Regions from separate parts of the Rattus norvegicus genome. Here region 2 is linked to region 1. Evidence: chromatin contacts called from public Hi-C data. All regions are on one chromosome and are shown on one strand. Each heading gives the region's core, a stretch centred on a gene start, on an enhancer-like site or on the middle of the called end of the contact. The rest is flanking DNA. Distances are from core to core; before and after follow the strand shown. Region 1 overlaps Star (steroidogenic acute regulatory protein). Region 2 holds the start of Ddhd2 (DDHD domain containing 2).

The links. A called contact is a pair of places that touch in the nucleus more often than the background predicts.
Region 2: a contact with region 1 is called in a Hi-C map of liver, with 2.3 times the contacts expected there. The contact joins the promoter of Ddhd2 here to the enhancer-like site in region 1. A contact is called at or near these places in 8 of 12 Hi-C or Micro-C datasets (the A7r5 cell line, the Rat2 cell line, Schwann cells and 4 more) and 1 of 1 datasets of contacts at active chromatin or transcription factors (oligodendrocytes).

The regions. Positions count from the first base shown.
Region 1 is chr16:72,965,300-72,973,141 of GRCr8, reverse strand. Star (steroidogenic acute regulatory protein) reads left to right here. Exons shown (of 7, transcript NM_031558.3): 3 at 28-155; 4 at 1,250-1,408; 5 at 1,513-1,697; 6 at 2,107-2,200; 7 at 3,025-3,318. The coding sequence ends at 3,138. It overlaps Ash2l (ASH2 like histone lysine methyltransferase complex subunit), which reads right to left. Exons shown (of 16, transcript NM_001106089.1): 15 at 7,448-7,507; 16 at 6,732-7,351. The coding sequence ends at 7,244. Among named protein-coding and RNA genes, the nearest start is that of Star, 5.2 kb to the left of the region's middle. Within about 2 kb of position 3,086, at least 1 of the 93 cell types and tissues checked has an H3K27ac peak or open chromatin away from gene starts, as enhancers often do. A contact at or near this core is called in liver, where this site is marked.
Region 2 is chr16:73,016,322-73,023,945 of GRCr8, reverse strand. It overlaps Ddhd2 (DDHD domain containing 2), which reads right to left and starts at 1,594. Exons shown (of 17, transcript NM_001318416.1): 1 at 1,540-1,594; 2 at 335-560. The coding sequence starts at 554. It overlaps LOC120097398 (translation initiation factor IF-2-like), which reads left to right and starts at 1,856. Exons shown (of 2, transcript XR_010058737.1): 1 at 1,856-1,986.

The DNA.
Region 1 (7,842 bases), core at 1,837-4,336:
TCTTTTTTTCCTTGGCTATGTATATAGGTTCTCAACTGGAAGCAACACTCTACAGTGACCAGGAGCTGTCCTACATCCAGCAAGGAGAGGAAGCTATGCAAAAGGCCTTGGGCATACTCAACAACCAGGAAGGCTGGAAGAAGGAAAGCCAGCAGGTAAGTAAAGGTGGCTCTGAGAAACCCACAGTCCCACTAGCATGCCCAAGGCCTGCTGGGATTCCTGCTGCATTTGCAATCGATAAACAGCCAAGTAGTTTTACTCTGAGAACTCTCCTAAGAATGTATCATTAGGTGGGGGGTAAGAGTGCATACCTTTTAATCTCAGCACTCAGGAGACTGATGCATGTGGATCTCTGGGGGTATAATGCTAGCCTGGTCTACATAGCAAGTTCCAGCCCAGCCAGGGCTGTATAGTAAGATCCTTCCTCAACAAGCAAACAAAGAATATGTTCTCAGATAACCCTTCCTCCGTAAGACCTCATTGAGAAACGTTATTCCTATATTTCAACTACCCTCTGAAAGCTGTACACTCACCCAGTAGAAACCACACGTATTAGGGGACATACTACCCACCATTACAACCAGCACAATGCTAGAGTACATTCTGTACTGTGCAGCCTACCCTGTAGACAAGCTCAGTGGATAATATCTCATCCTCACACAGAAGCAAAACCTGTTAAAACAGTAGCTCGATTAGATCTACTTTGGCGGCCTTATCTTCAACAAAAGTTTAGTGTTCATTACCCACGGCTCAGATGAAACACCTTGCTGCTCAAGCTCTTAAAGTAATGGAAACCGATTAACAGGATCTAACAGACTAAGACTTATCACTGCTCTTTGCTAAGCAACCCTGGGTAAATCACCAACTTTCTAAAGTGACATATTGAGCCAACAAAGCAGAAAACCAACGAACCCAACATTATCTATCTCATTAGCTGTTGTAGATCAGACATCTTATACTCCCAGGTCTGTCCTTCAGACCCTTTGAGCTTTGAAGTATAGGCCATTTCAGTTGGAAGGACCGTCCATGCTACCAACATTCATCACCAAAACCAAAGCCAAGGTACCACTTCCAGTGGGCATACGAGCTTATGGCTGCAGTGTCTACCTACTGGATCCACAGCAGGTTGAGATCCAGGTACCCAAATGCTCACTGTAGACCTGCTGTCCCCTTTCCTAGTACTGTCTAGACCTAGCCTAGGAATAAATTCCTCTAACGCTAGCCCCTGGCTGTCTTCTGTCCCTAACAGGAGAATGGAGATGAAGTGCTAAGTAAGGTGGTGCCAGGTGTGGGCAAGGTGTTCCGACTGGAGGTGCTGCTAGACCAGCCCATGGACAGACTCTATGAAGAACTGGTGGACCGCATGGAGGCCATGGGAGAGTGGAACCCAAATGTCAAGGAAATCAAGGTGAGGAAAGCCCAAGTGTGGCAGCAGGGAGCCAAGCTAATGCAGATCTGAACTATGGGTGCTTAGCCTATCACTGCTGAGTCCTGACTCCAACTCTGCGTTAGGTCCTGAAGAAGATTGGAAAAGACACAGTCATCACCCATGAGCTGGCTGCAGCAGCAGCAGGCAACCTGGTGGGGCCCCGAGACTTCGTAAGCGTACGCTGTACCAAGCGTAGAGGTTCCACCTGTGTGCTGGCAGGCATGGCCACACACTTTGGGGAGATGCCTGAGCAAAGCGGTGTCATCAGGTAAAACTGGCAGCCGTCTCCAAACTGCAGAGCCATAACCTTGATCCCCACCTCCAAGAAACCAATTGTTAGCCCCAGTCAGCTTTAACAAGAAAGTAATGGCCAGAGTAGCCCCACTTCCACAGCCAGGTGCTTTGTTCTACCCTCCCCGGAACTTCTAAGAATCCTAATAATTTCCCAAAGCTAGAGCAGGCTCCTGCTTTGGGTTCTAACAATGGTGGCCCAGCAGGAGGCATCCAGCCACAACAAGCATGTTCTGATGAACTAGTCCATGCCAACTGTCACACAGCATTAGGGTAAAGGACTTCCTGATGAACTTTAAGAGACAAGGGACTCTAGAAGTATAACTAACTAACCAGTCTAAGAATTCTAACCCGTCCTCCTGCCTTGTCTACTCTTCATTTGCCAGAGCTGAACACGGTCCCACCTGCATGGTGCTTCATCCACTGGCTGGAAGTCCCTCAAAGACCAAACTCACGTGGCTGCTCAGTATTGACCTCAAGGTGAGAGAGGGGCAGAGAGGCCTGGGAGTAGGAAGCAGCCACAGAAATATGCTCTTGCCTCCCATGGAGAGGAGAAGCCGCTTGCATACTGACTTCTAAAACATTTACTGTTGGGGTTGGGGATTTAGCTCAGTGGTAGAGCGCTTGCCTAGCAAGCGCAAGGATCTGGGTTCGGTCCTCAGCTCCAAAAAAAAAAAAAAAAAAAATTGTTGTGTGTGCACGATGTGCATGTGTGAATGTGGGAGCTCACGTGTCACATCAATGTGGAAGTCAGAGGACACTGTTGACTTGGGTCTTTCCCTCCTCTTTCTGAGTCCCAGAAACTTAACTCAGACTGTTAGGCATGAACTTTGACCCACTAAGCCATCTTGCCAGCCTTCCTCTTGTGTTTTGATAGTCACAGGCTGTTGGATAAGCAATGAACTTAAACATAGCTTGCTATTCTGCCACCATGGAACCTATAAAAGCTTCCTTTCACCTCATCTAAAAAGCTGGGTGCAGTGTCATAAATTCCAGTACTTGTGGGCAGAAGTAGAAAGAACACACATTTGAGATTCTAAGATAGCCTGAGTTAACATAGAAAAAATCAGTTTCATATATAATTATGACCATTTAAAAAGGTGATCCTGGGCCCAGTAGGTGATAACTGTCACCTTTCAGGTGACAACAGATGTCCTGGGGTCATATAGTGGGAATCCATCTTTATCAATAAGGTAGCAAAAGCTGTACCCTTAACCCACAAGGCCAAGTTTGAGGGGCCCCTGCCTATGTGGGGTACAGAACTATGCCCAGGATCCCAGCGCTCTCGTCTCTCTCTACCCCAGGGGTGGCTGCCAAAGACCATCATCAACCAAGTCTTATCACAGACCCAGATAGAGTTCGCCAGCCACTTGCGCAAGCGCTTGGAGTCCAGCCCTGCCTCTGAGGCCCAGTGTTAAGGACTGCCCACCACATCTACCTGCACGCCATTGGAAGTTCTCACAGGAAGTCTGCAAGTCTGTTCACCTTCAGCCAAGGACAACGAGAGGGGTAGTAGTCATTAGACACTAGGACTGACTGGTAAAAACGTACTACAGGAAAACAGAACTGAGGCTTAGAATAAAGGTTCTGCAGTGTCTCCCACTAGCTGTGAAGTAAAGGTTAAGGGACAGGTATCTATGAAACCTTTTTTCGAGGCCTGTACATGCTGACCTAAAAAACACCTTACTAAACTGTCAGCAGCTGATGGGGCGAGGGTGCGCTAAGGATCAGGAACTGTTGTCTTATGAGCTCCAAATGCCACTACCTGAAGGCAGTGTGTGCACAAAGCGAGGTTTTACCTAGGAAACTCTGTGACCCTCTGCTCCTCTGTAAAAGGCCACAACTTGAAACTACCCCTCCAGAGTATTCCAACTTTTCTCTAAGGAGAAATGAAATGATCACTCTGCAGCCTCCCTACTTTATCCCATGATAATAAAGCACCTCACATGCACATTTCAGCCTGTATACATCAAGCCCCAGTCTAAGGAATCAGTGATGGCAATCGCAGCTTCACTAGACTTCTGGGTTTAAACCTCCTAGTCCATTGAAGGGAATAAACTTCTGGACATTTATGTCATTTGACGTTAATAGACTTTTTCCTAAAAATGTAATTTCATAACAAACACAACTCTAAATTGGTTCTTACAGAACTCCAGCTAAAAGCCAGTGTGGTGGCACAGGCCTTTAATCCCAGCACTCATGTGGCAGAGGCAGGGGGATCTTTCTAATCTGAGGCCAACCTGGTCTACATAGAGGGATAGCCAGAGCTGCATAATGAAAATATAAAAATATCTTAAAAATATAAAACCAGAGATTGAAAAGATGGCTAAAAAGCATTGGGAGCACAAGCTGCTCTTCTAAGGAATCCAGGTTCGATTCCCAGCATCCACTTGGCAGCTCATAACTATAATTCGAGTCCCAGGGAATCTGATGCCCTATTGTAGCCTTAGTGGACACCAGGCTCCCACATGGTACACAGACATACAAATATGTAGGCTGAACACCCATAAACATTAAAAACGAAACCCTAGTCAGGCACAGTAGCTCAACGGCTTTAATGTCAACACTCTAAATGATGACACAGGTGAATTGCCCTCAATTCCAGGCCAGCTTGGACCACAGTGAGACATCTCACAACAGATAAAGCAAAACTCTCCAGAGTTGGTAGTTAAAAGAGTAATAGCTTTTTGGCAGGAAGACTATGACAGGATTTTCACTGACCTAATTAAAAGGATTATACAGAATAATGAATACTGACCAATAATGCTAAGATAAGTGACCATGCCTACTGTTTATGAGGTCAGTTGGTAACAGACTAGATGTCAGCTCGGCTCAGAGTAGCAGCTCCCTTGTTTGAAAAGGTCAAGTGCTACCATGTAGGCAGACAGGAGTTAGGAGTCAGGAAAGCTACAGCATTCCCGTTTCAGGATTTGGAGAAGATGCACTTTAAAGATATTCACTGGGAGGACATGACTTTAATCCCAGCAGAGGCAGGGGGATTTCTGAATTTGAAGTCAGCCTGGTCTACAGAATGAGTTCCAAGAAAGTCAGGGCTATTACACAGAGAAACCCTGTCTCAAAGAAAGAAAAAAAAAAATCACAAAAATGTAAGTTGTGAGCAGCAAAATGACTCGGTATGTAATAATGCTTGCCACAAAGAGGGAAGACTCCAGGAAGCCACAGAGACGGAGACGGAAGGAGGGAACTGGAAAAACTGACTCCAGAGTGCTCCTGATGGCTGTGTGTACTCACATCTGCACTAAGTATCTTACACACAAATACTGGAATCCCTTTGCTGAATAAGGGTGAAACAATTATAACAACCTAAAGATCTTCCTTCTAGACATCTTTAAAAGAATAATGTAATGTCTCTGTGAGTGTGTGTGTGTGCCACCGCATACACGTGAAGGTCAGAGGGCAACTTCAGGAGTGTGCCCCGCCCCGTCCTGGGTCCTGGGTTGTCAGGTTAGACATCAAGTACTTTTATCTGCACTGCCATCTTGCTGGCCCACTTTTCTGTCCCTCCGAGTAAACGGTCTTAGTCGTCTGGGTCCCCATCACCTGCAAGGACTGCGCTTATTTATGAACAGAACAACGTGGAACGCGTGTTTATTTATTGAAGTCTGAAGACTTAACAGCTGGTATTTATTGTAATTCATTCTGACTTTCTCAGTCTACTCTGACAGAGAGTACTGTTGCTCCTCGCTGGTTTCAGAAGCTGACAGTGAAGGACAGGGCCTGCAGCAAGCACTGTGTGGCTGTAACGGGAACACCCCGGCTCCCTACACACTGTAACTGTCTCTCTACCGTCTGAGCTGTTATCCCCATTCATTTACTTTTACATCTGAATAAAGGCAGCTGTCATTGGCAGTCTGATTATAGGTACCGATAGATTGGTAGTTCTTTTTTAATCTTTCCAACAAATCATATTGACGCATCCAAGTCCATAGCCGTACACATACTGTTTGTCTCGCTTCCATTTTGTTCTTTTAAGACTGGGTCTCACTCACTCTGTAGCCCAAGCTGGCCTGAAACTCATATTAACCTTGCTGCCTCACTCAGCCTTTCTTGAGTGCTGGGATTAATGGTGGGGCCCACTAGCATCTGGCCATTTCTTTCAGACACAAAGTATTGTCAAGCAGTGCCTTGGTTACTTCTAATGTACAGAAGCCAGATACGGACACCTAGTTTTAAAAGCGGGCGGACAGAGACCTGTGCACAGTTGTGTGCAGTACCTCATCCCCAATTTCTTGCTTTATTGGGTATCTAGCAGCTGATAGGGTGTGTCCCCTAGCTTAAAATAATACCGACTCCCCTAAAGAAGGCACATTCCTGTCAGTTTGAAGCCAGCCAAGCTATGTAGATAGACCTTGTCTCAAAAAGCAAAAAAAGATATTCAATGTATGAAAGAAGTCTGGTGATTCAGTAGGAGACAAGTGTAATAGAATTCCCATTTGTGTTAACAGTCACTTGAACCTTAGGGAATTTCTTAAATAGCAAAACAAAATAATTAGAACAGTAAGAATATGCTATGATAATTCTGCATACTATCTATATCTAGTTCCTGGTTAATCATTTTACCTAGTACTGAGGTTTAACAAGGAAAAAAAAAAAACTACATAGGGAAGTCTTTAGGCATTTGCCACAACAAACTGATTTATTTAAAAGCAAGGGCATCCAGGAGTCCTCCTAAAGGCAGGCACATGGTCAGTTTTTCATCTTAATCATTGGCTGTCTAGTAGAAAGGCAGGCAGAGGACAAGCTGCCCACTTCAACACCAGGTTCAGAGAGGAGCTAGAGGCCTTCCCCATGCTTGCTCTCCCAGAGTGCACTGTGCACACAGTGAAAGCGCCTGGGTGCCCCGCGAGGACAGCAGTGAAAGTGGGGTTGGCACTCACGTCAGAAGTCTGTCCTGTCCTGTCCTGTCCTGTCCTGCCAGTGCTGCTCCCACCTCACACTGCTCACTCTGCCCTCACAACAGGAACTCAACTTCAGGTGAAGCCAAGCACCACACAGACTTGAACACGAGTTTTACTGGAGGAAAGATCTAGCTTTTAACCCCAGGGAGATTCCTTCCATAACCCTAGCTTGTACAGCCCCACTAGGTTCACAGATAACCAAACTCCACACCACAAAGACTGCTTCTAGACTGCTCTGGAATGTACTGCCACTCAGAAATAAGCTTGCCTCCCCAGAAACCAGGGCGATGAAACATCTTTAAATAAGCTGGGCATGATTACTCACTATTTAGATACACAGGAAAGTAACAAGTCCTCCATGGCAGGCCAGAGGCACAGCACCAGTTTTACATGGAGCTTATGGGCTCTTCAGAGTCGGCGGCTGATTTACGGCACTCAGAGTGAGAGCAGGAGTGGGGAGGGGAGGGAATGCTTGCTGCAGTCCCATCCACCTTTTACCTTGATGAAAGTGTACTGCACCATCTTTGGGAAAACATTTGACACTTTATATAACAAAAGCAAAAGGCCAGGATCATTTCACAATGTCATAAGAAGCATGGATCTGCTAGGGTTCCCAAGGCGGACTGCGCCTTCCGTCCACTTCTGTCTCCACATGATACAAAACATCAGCCAGAGTGTGTTCTACCACAGCACCCCAGCCCATGTCACTCATCTGCAGGAACAATAAAAACAGGAGAATGGGAGATTACAGAAGCCAGAGCAAGAAACAAAAAGGTCAAGAATGAATGTAGTCTTTTGTTGTACTCACAGGGTGGTAAGTGACGTCCTTTGGAGGGTATTTGAAGGATGGTCCAAAGTTAATGGAAACCTGCAACAAGTTCAAGTCAAGCAGACAGAGAAAAAAATCAAAAGAGGAAACAGAGGCTCCCTTGGCAGGGGATACTTAAAAGGAACTACAGGAAGTAGGAACTGAAGTGCATGCCCTAGAGAGGCTGAGGCAGGAGGATCCTGAGATTGAAGGCAGCCTGAACTATATTGCAAACCCTGTTTCAAAATAAGAGCAATGTCTCTAAGATACGTAGGGTCTAACTGGAACAGACATATGTCAGCATTGCTAAACTAGGTAGAAACAGACTTCATTGGTTTCTGCTTGGAACCTAGAGACGTTCTCATCTTACTTTTGTTCAATAGAAGGTAATGAAC
Region 2 (7,624 bases), core at 345-2,844, 52 kb before region 1:
GAGGTTTTCTCGAGTTTTTACTTGAGGAATGGAAAGGCAAATTAATGACAATTATGATGCTATATCATCACTAACCCTTTGTTACACAGGAACAAAGGTGACATGTTAGTTCAATCTGCAGTGTGACACCTTACTCTCTACACAAACTTTCTGACTAAAAAGTAAAACACAAGCTTGAATACAAAAACTGTATTGGATAATTATGCAGAAACAACACAGTTTTAAAAAGATGAAAATGGGATAATTCTAAAATTTAATTTTAATAGCAATCACAGTCGGGGCTATTACTTGTTAGTTTATTAGAATCTGTTAAGAGTTACCAGTTTCTTCCTACCAGAGCCATGTGCTTCTTCCAGCTGCTGTGAATCTTCAGAGTTGAAAGGAATCCAGAGTTCCTTAGAGTCTATTACCTTACAATAAAACCAATGTGGAGAAACGGGTTCGTAGGAACTGCCAACATCCATGTCTAGCAGCTCGAAGGAACTACTGGAGTTTGGGGAGGGGGATGGATCTGACTGTGACAGCTGCTCCTGGTACGATTCCCCTGATGACATTTCGCTCTAGAAGACAAAATAAAAAACTATCAGGAGAATCATCTTGCCTCTATTGACACTAAATATTCACACACTCAAAAATCGTTTTTGGAAGCTGTTCTTGAAGCAACAAATTTTATATATATATAAATTATTTGGTGAGGGAAACAAAATGTTCCGCTCCACCATTCGGCACTGAGCTCCCAATTCTCCAAAGAAAACTAAAAATGTTTAATCACACAACAAGCTCTTTAACAAACACAGAAATTTCAAGAAACTGATTGAAACAGGATATTTTACCACAATTTTCAACCTAAACGTAGCACCAAAGGCTGAAAATTTCCTACTTCCAGGTGTGCCATTTAGTGTGTCATACATACAGTGAAACAGGTAGGTTTAAGGCCCCCGGGCTGTATTATGCATTTCTATTGCATGCACATTTACATAACTATTGGAATCTTAATATACAGAAAATAGAACTAGTCGCTCAAGAACCATTTTGGCTGGCACTGCCAGTGTGCTTCAATACGGGCTGTGGTACATTTAACGCCCAAACAGAAACTTTGCCTGCAGCCATAGCTGCGCACCGACCCACGAAGACAGAGAGCCTGAGTTTCGGGTGAAAAGTAGCAAGTGACCTCAATCGCCCCCGGGGAGAAGGATGACAGGCGAGTTCCCACCTATCCAACATTAAGGCACCCGGCGGACTAGCGCTGCACACGCAGAAGTAGAACCCAAAGCCCAGGGTGGGAGACAGACGAGCGGCGTCCTGTACCAGGCACGGTCCGACCGCACAGCTCAGGAACAAACGCTCCCAGGCCTCCCCGTTATCCTCCGGAGACCTCGGCCTGCCCTCCTCACCCGACCGGCTCCGAGTTTGGGATCTAGTCTCCCCCTGCCCCGGCCGAGAGCAGCCGAGCCGCTCACGGATGCCCTGAGGTACGGTGCACACTGGAGCCCTCCCCCACCCCGACCTGGTTCGCCCGGCCCGGGCCCCTGCGCGGACCTGGCTTCGCTTGTCCGCGCCGCTCGCGCTCTCAGCCCTTGCGGAGGGAGCCGAGACACATCCCTGCTGCAGCCTACCTCCCAAGCCGGGCGGGGCGGGCAGACGGGCGGAGCCTGTGGCCGCGCCCCAATCCCGCACCACGGGCTCCTCAGCGATCCAGCCGCGAGCAGTGAGCCCTGCGGAGTCCGCTCACCCGGTTCAGGGCCTGAGGCACAGGAGGACCTGCCGAAGTGTCGCGAGATGTGCGGGGGACTCGCGCGAGATGTAGCTCCTCCTGCGGGCAGGCGTCGGCCGCCGGGCACGCGCCGGGCACGCGCTGGTGGCGTGGGGAGCACGCGCGTGGCCGTCGTGGGGCTGAGGCTCTGAGGGAGGAGCTGAGAAGACGACGTGTCGGGACCCACCAGAAATCGGTGCTTCCTCGAGGGGAGTCGGACGTCTTGACCCCTGGTGGGTCCTGTCAACACCCGGTGGGCAGGGCTAGGGTGACTGAAGGGTCTGTCTGACAGGATCTGTCAAGAGAGAGGGGTTTGGTGTTTGTCTTTATCCTAAATGATGTAAGGTGATGGCGGTGGCTAGTCAACCCAAGCCCAGCACTCTGGGGACTGGCAGGGCTGGAGATGCAGATTGTGGATTGTTGCTGAAGCGCCCGACTAGCAGGTGCCGCAGGAAGGAAAGACAAGATGCTTTACTGGTTTCTAACTTGATTACAAGGCAAGGGTTCGAGATTTTTTTTCAGAAACTGAGAAGGAACTGAGCGTGAACATTTTTTACCCATATGGTTTAAACATCCACACGTTTATGTAACACCCTTTCTTTGTGTGGTGTTTTTTGCTTTGCGATGACCTTGCTGTGCAGCCCCATATTGGTCTCCAACCTTTAATTATTACATTTGTGTGTGTGTGTGTGTGTGTGTGTGTGTGTGTGTGTGTGTGTGTGTGTGTGTGATGTATGTACTGCTATGTGTGTGGAAATCAGAGGACAACTTGCAGGTGTCAGTTTTCCTTTCACTGTAGGGTTCCAAGGGATTGTACATGCTGTGACTCTAGGCCACACCACAAGCCCCCATTTTGGGGAAAGGGAGCTGGGTGTCCTTAACAGTGGTATTTTTAAAATTTTAGATTTATTTTACTTCATGTGTATGAGTGTTTTGCACTCATATGTGTGTATCATGTATGTGCCTGGTGCCTGTGGAGGTCAGGAGGCTGTCTGATCCCCTGAACTGGAGTTACAGGTGATAGTAACTTTGTTTCTGGGAGCCAAACCCTGGTCCTATGCAAGAGCAAAAAAAAAAAAAAATGCTCTGTCAAGACAGCTCTTCAGGCCCTAGATCTTATTTTTCATTAGCAGCGCCAGAGATCAATTTCAGAGCCTTGGGTATACCAGGCAAGAGGCTGTACACATAGCCACCAAAATGCTTCTCAAGTTGTAATTCGGAATCTGAAAACATGATTTTTTTTCCATATCCCAGTAAAATATGTCATTAAAATATATCACTCTATCCTGGACTTGCGAGTTTTGTTATTGCTCTAATTTTAAAATAGCTTGTCATTTTCTTTTGAGATAGGATCTCAGATATCCCAGGCTGGCTTCAGACCAACTGTAAAGCTAAAGATGACCATGACCTTGAACTTGTGATCCTATGATTTTGTGAGAATAGTTCTGCTTTTGTTACTCTTGGAAGCACCTCCAAAATCTTCATCATCCAGGGATGAACTCCTTTGTGAACTCTAGTCACTCCATGTGCCTACTCTGAACTTCAAACACAGAAGTAGTTAGCACAGTGTCTACCATGAAGAAGTTCAGAGTCCTTCCAAGAGAGATAACAAGTAAACAGATGGCTTTATCTTAGTGCACGCTATAAAAGAGTCAGGCACTACATACATTGGTAGTAATCAAATATGCAGGTATATATCACAAGTCCTCTTTCAGGGCGGCTTTGGCAGGACCCAAGAATCTGTTTTAGCATCTGCATTTTAAATAAGTGCTCTGTGTGATTTAGATGCAAATAGCTGGGATCTGTACTTTGAGAAACACACTGCCTCAAATAGAATAGATTTTAGGTTCCCCAAAGGCCTAAGAAGTAGCTAGTTGTAGACAAATATTATGATAGCTCCATAAGTAAAAGTTCGCTTAATTTTCTAGCTATTTGTGTTTAAATCTTTTTGTTAAATATTTTACTATTTTTTACTATTCCATTATTTTTAGTTATATGTATGTGTGTATATCTAGGTGCCCACAAAGGCCAGAGAGCTAGAGGCACAGGTGGTTGTGAACTCCCTGGTGGGGGTTACCCAGTCCTTTTCCTGAGCAAGTATTCTTAAACACTGAGCAATCGTGTGTGTGTGTGTGTGTGTGTGTGTGTGTGTGTGTGTGTGTGTGTGTGTGTAACTATGAAACAAGCTTCTACTTTTTCCCTTTCAATATTTTAGCACAGAAATCTGGTAAATATTTTGGGTCCCATGGCCACAGGTCTCTGTCGCAGCTAATCCACTGGCCTGCTAGCAGCACGAAAGCAGCAGAGACATTAGGCAAACTAACAGAGATGGGGAATTAAATTTGATCTCAGGTAGTTGCTGATCCATGATCTGGAACAAAAGGGAAGAATAGTAGCTAGAAGGTGCCTAAAGAGATTTATATGCAATGTTAGAACTGACGGATAGCAAGTATAAGTCCCATCTCTTTCTGGAATAAGCTCTACATCGTTTAATTCAGTATTTTAAATGTTTATTTATTTATTGTGTGGAGATATTCAGGATGCAGTGCATGTGTAGAGCTCAGAGGACAACTTGTGGGATTCTCTTTCCCCTGTTTGAATGAGGACAGCCACACAGGCTCACATCCTTGAGTATGTATCCTTTTTCCCAGTGGGTGAAATTGTTTGGGAAGAATTAGGTGGTGTGGCCTTTTTGGAAGAACTGTGCCATTGGAGGCAGGCTTTGAGGTTTCAAGAGCTCACTCCTAGTTATCTCTCTACCTTTGCCTGTAGCTTAAGATGTGAGCTCTCAGTGCTCCAGCACCATGCCTGTTCACCTGCTGCCATACCTTGACATGAAGGTCATGGACTCTAACCCTCTATAAACTGAAAGCCACAAATGAATTTTCTTCTGCGAGTTGCCTTGGTCATGGTATCTTATCACAGCAACAGAAAAGTAGCCAGGACACACCTTTATGTGGATTCTGAGGATTAACCCAGGTTATCAGGCTTAGCAGCAAGCCCTTCTACCTGCTGAGCCATCTCATTGGCCCTCAATCCATTTTTGACTTAGGGAATTTTTCAACTTATAATTGATCTATAAAGTAAGTCATGTACACTTACTAAATGAAGAAAAACATTTTAAAAGACTTCCTTTACAGGGTAGAAATCTGACAGATACTATTCTGGCCAGTAATTAAGGTGTCAACATGTACAATGTCATGTTGGTAGTATGTATGTGTATATATGCATATATATATATATAACATGCATAGTATATGTATGAATATACAATATATGTATATACTGTATTGAATATATACATGTACATATACATATCTATATCTCATATATACACGTATATTATATATATATACATATATATTACCTTGACAGACTGACGAGAGGGTCTACCCACCTCTGTGCTTTCTCTTCTTCAAACTCATAGCTCCAGTCTAATTTCATATCTGAAGGCCAATCTACAAAATAGTTCAGGCAGTAGTTCCCAGACTGTCATAAACAAGTGAAGCCAGGGACGTAGCACAGCCAAGACACCCCTAAGGAAACATGACTCTTAAAAGGAAAAAGAAGATTATCAGGTAAATACCAAGGATGGCTATTATAAATGTCCCATAAAGGTGTTAATATAATAGAATTGAGTTATATATTGGAACTCTATGTTATCACAGATTTTCTAAAGATGGAAAGTATTCTTAAGGTGTATTAATAACAGTTAGAAAATGGACAAAATAAGGCCACAGTGGGTGGTACATGGCTTCAATCCTAGCACTCAGGGTGCTAGCCTGGTCTACAGTGACTTCCAAGCCAGTTGAGCAGTGTCTGTTACCTGTTGCTACCAGGAGAAACCAGGTAAAGGTTACATGGAATCTCTATGTCATTGAAAAGGCTTTAATTTTTAAATAAGAACGTGTGTGGGGGTGGGGGTGGCGCTGGGGAGGCTATACACAAGTGTAGCATCCTTAGTGTTGCATCCTATGGACCTAGAGTTACAGGAAGTTGTGAGCTGCCTGATATGAGTTCTAAGAACCAAACTCAGGCCCCTCTGCAGGAACAGTATGCACTCTTTTTTTTTTTTTTTTTTTTATTAACTTGAGTATTTCTTATATACATTTCAAGTGTTATTCCCTTTCCCGGTTTCCGGGCAAACATCCCCTTCCCCCTCCCCCTTCCTTATGGGTGTTCCCCTCCCAACCCTCCCCCCATTGCCGCCCTCCCCCCAACAGTCTAGTTCACTGGGGGTTCAGTCTTAGCAGGACCCAGGGCTTCCCCTTCCACTGGTGCTCTTACTAGGATATTCATTGCTACCTATGAGGTCAGAGTCCAGGGTCAGTCCATGTCTTTAGGTAGTGGCTTAGTCCCTGGAAGCTCTGGTTGCTTGGCATTGTTGTACATATGGGGTCTCGAGCCCCTTCAAGCTCTTCCAGTTCTTTCTCTGATTCCTTCAACGGGGGTCCTATTCTCAGTTCAGTGGTTTGCTGCTGGCATTCACCACTGTATATGCTGTATTCTGGCTGTGAACAGTATGCACTCTTAACCACAGAGCTGTCACTCCAGCCCCTGTATCATGTAGTTTAGTTTTTAGTTACCTGTATATGTGTGTGATATGCACATGTGAGAGTAGGTGCCCTTGGTGCACTGGATGTTCTAGAACTGGAGTTACAGGGTTGGGACCAGCCTGACATGGGTTCTGGGAATTGAACGCAGATCCTACAGGGGAACAACTTGCAATTAACTGCTGAGCTATCTGTATCATTTATTAAAACTGCATGTGGAGCCAGACTGTTCAGACAAAAGTCCACAAGGCCTCAGCCCATGAAGAACTACAGGTAAATGAGGAGAGCCAGGAATGGGAGAGGTAGTCCTCACCAAAGAACACACCAACTGTTTGTCCAGTGCCAGTCAGTCAGTCCTAAAAGCATTCATACAAGTAACATTATATGGACTCAATACATTATAGTGAAGAAATACACACACACACACACACACACACACACACACACACACACACACGCAATAACAATTGCTGAAAAAGAGAGGCTACTACTATGAGTTTGAAAGAGAAAAGGGAAGTACATATTGGGGGGGTTTGGAGGAAGAGGGAAAAGAGAAATATTGTAATTAAATTACAATCTCAAGAATAAAAGCAGGAGCTGGAGAGATGACTCAGCAGTTAAGAGTACCGGTTCCAAAGGACCCGGGTTCAATTCCAGCACCTTACAGGTGCTTACAACTGTCTGTAATTCCAAGATCTGCCACCATCACACAGGCATACATGCAGGCAAAATAAAAATAATTTTAAAAAAGCACAATTTAAAAAACCCTGCATGTGAGTCTATAGTTATCTCAAAATAAGAAAACTAAAAAATGTATGGGAGCAGGTGGGGATGGCTCAGGGGGTAAAGCCTGATGTCTTCAGTTTGATCCCTAGGGCCAACAATGTGGAAGGGTCTATGTAGCTTTGGGTGTTCTGGAAGCACTTTGTAGACCAGGCTAGTCTTGAACTCATAGATCCACTTGGCTCTGCCTCTCTTACTAAACCTGGAACTTACTGATTTGGCTGGACTAGCTAGGTAGTTGAGTCCCAGGCATCCTCCTGTCTTTGCCTCCCTGGCACACACTGCCAGGTTACAAAGGCACTAGACGTTAGAACATAGGCCGTATACTTGCATATAAACCTTACCAGCTGAACCATCTCCCTAGGCCCAAGAATTTTCTAGAAGTAATTTGGGGTTTTCATTGTAATAGAATTATACTGGAAACTCCACAACCAGCCAGGCACGACACGATGGTGTAGACTTGCAATCCCGGGTGTTCTATAGGAGCCTGAGGCAGGAGGGTTAAGTATCCTAGCAAGACTTGTCTTTGAACAAA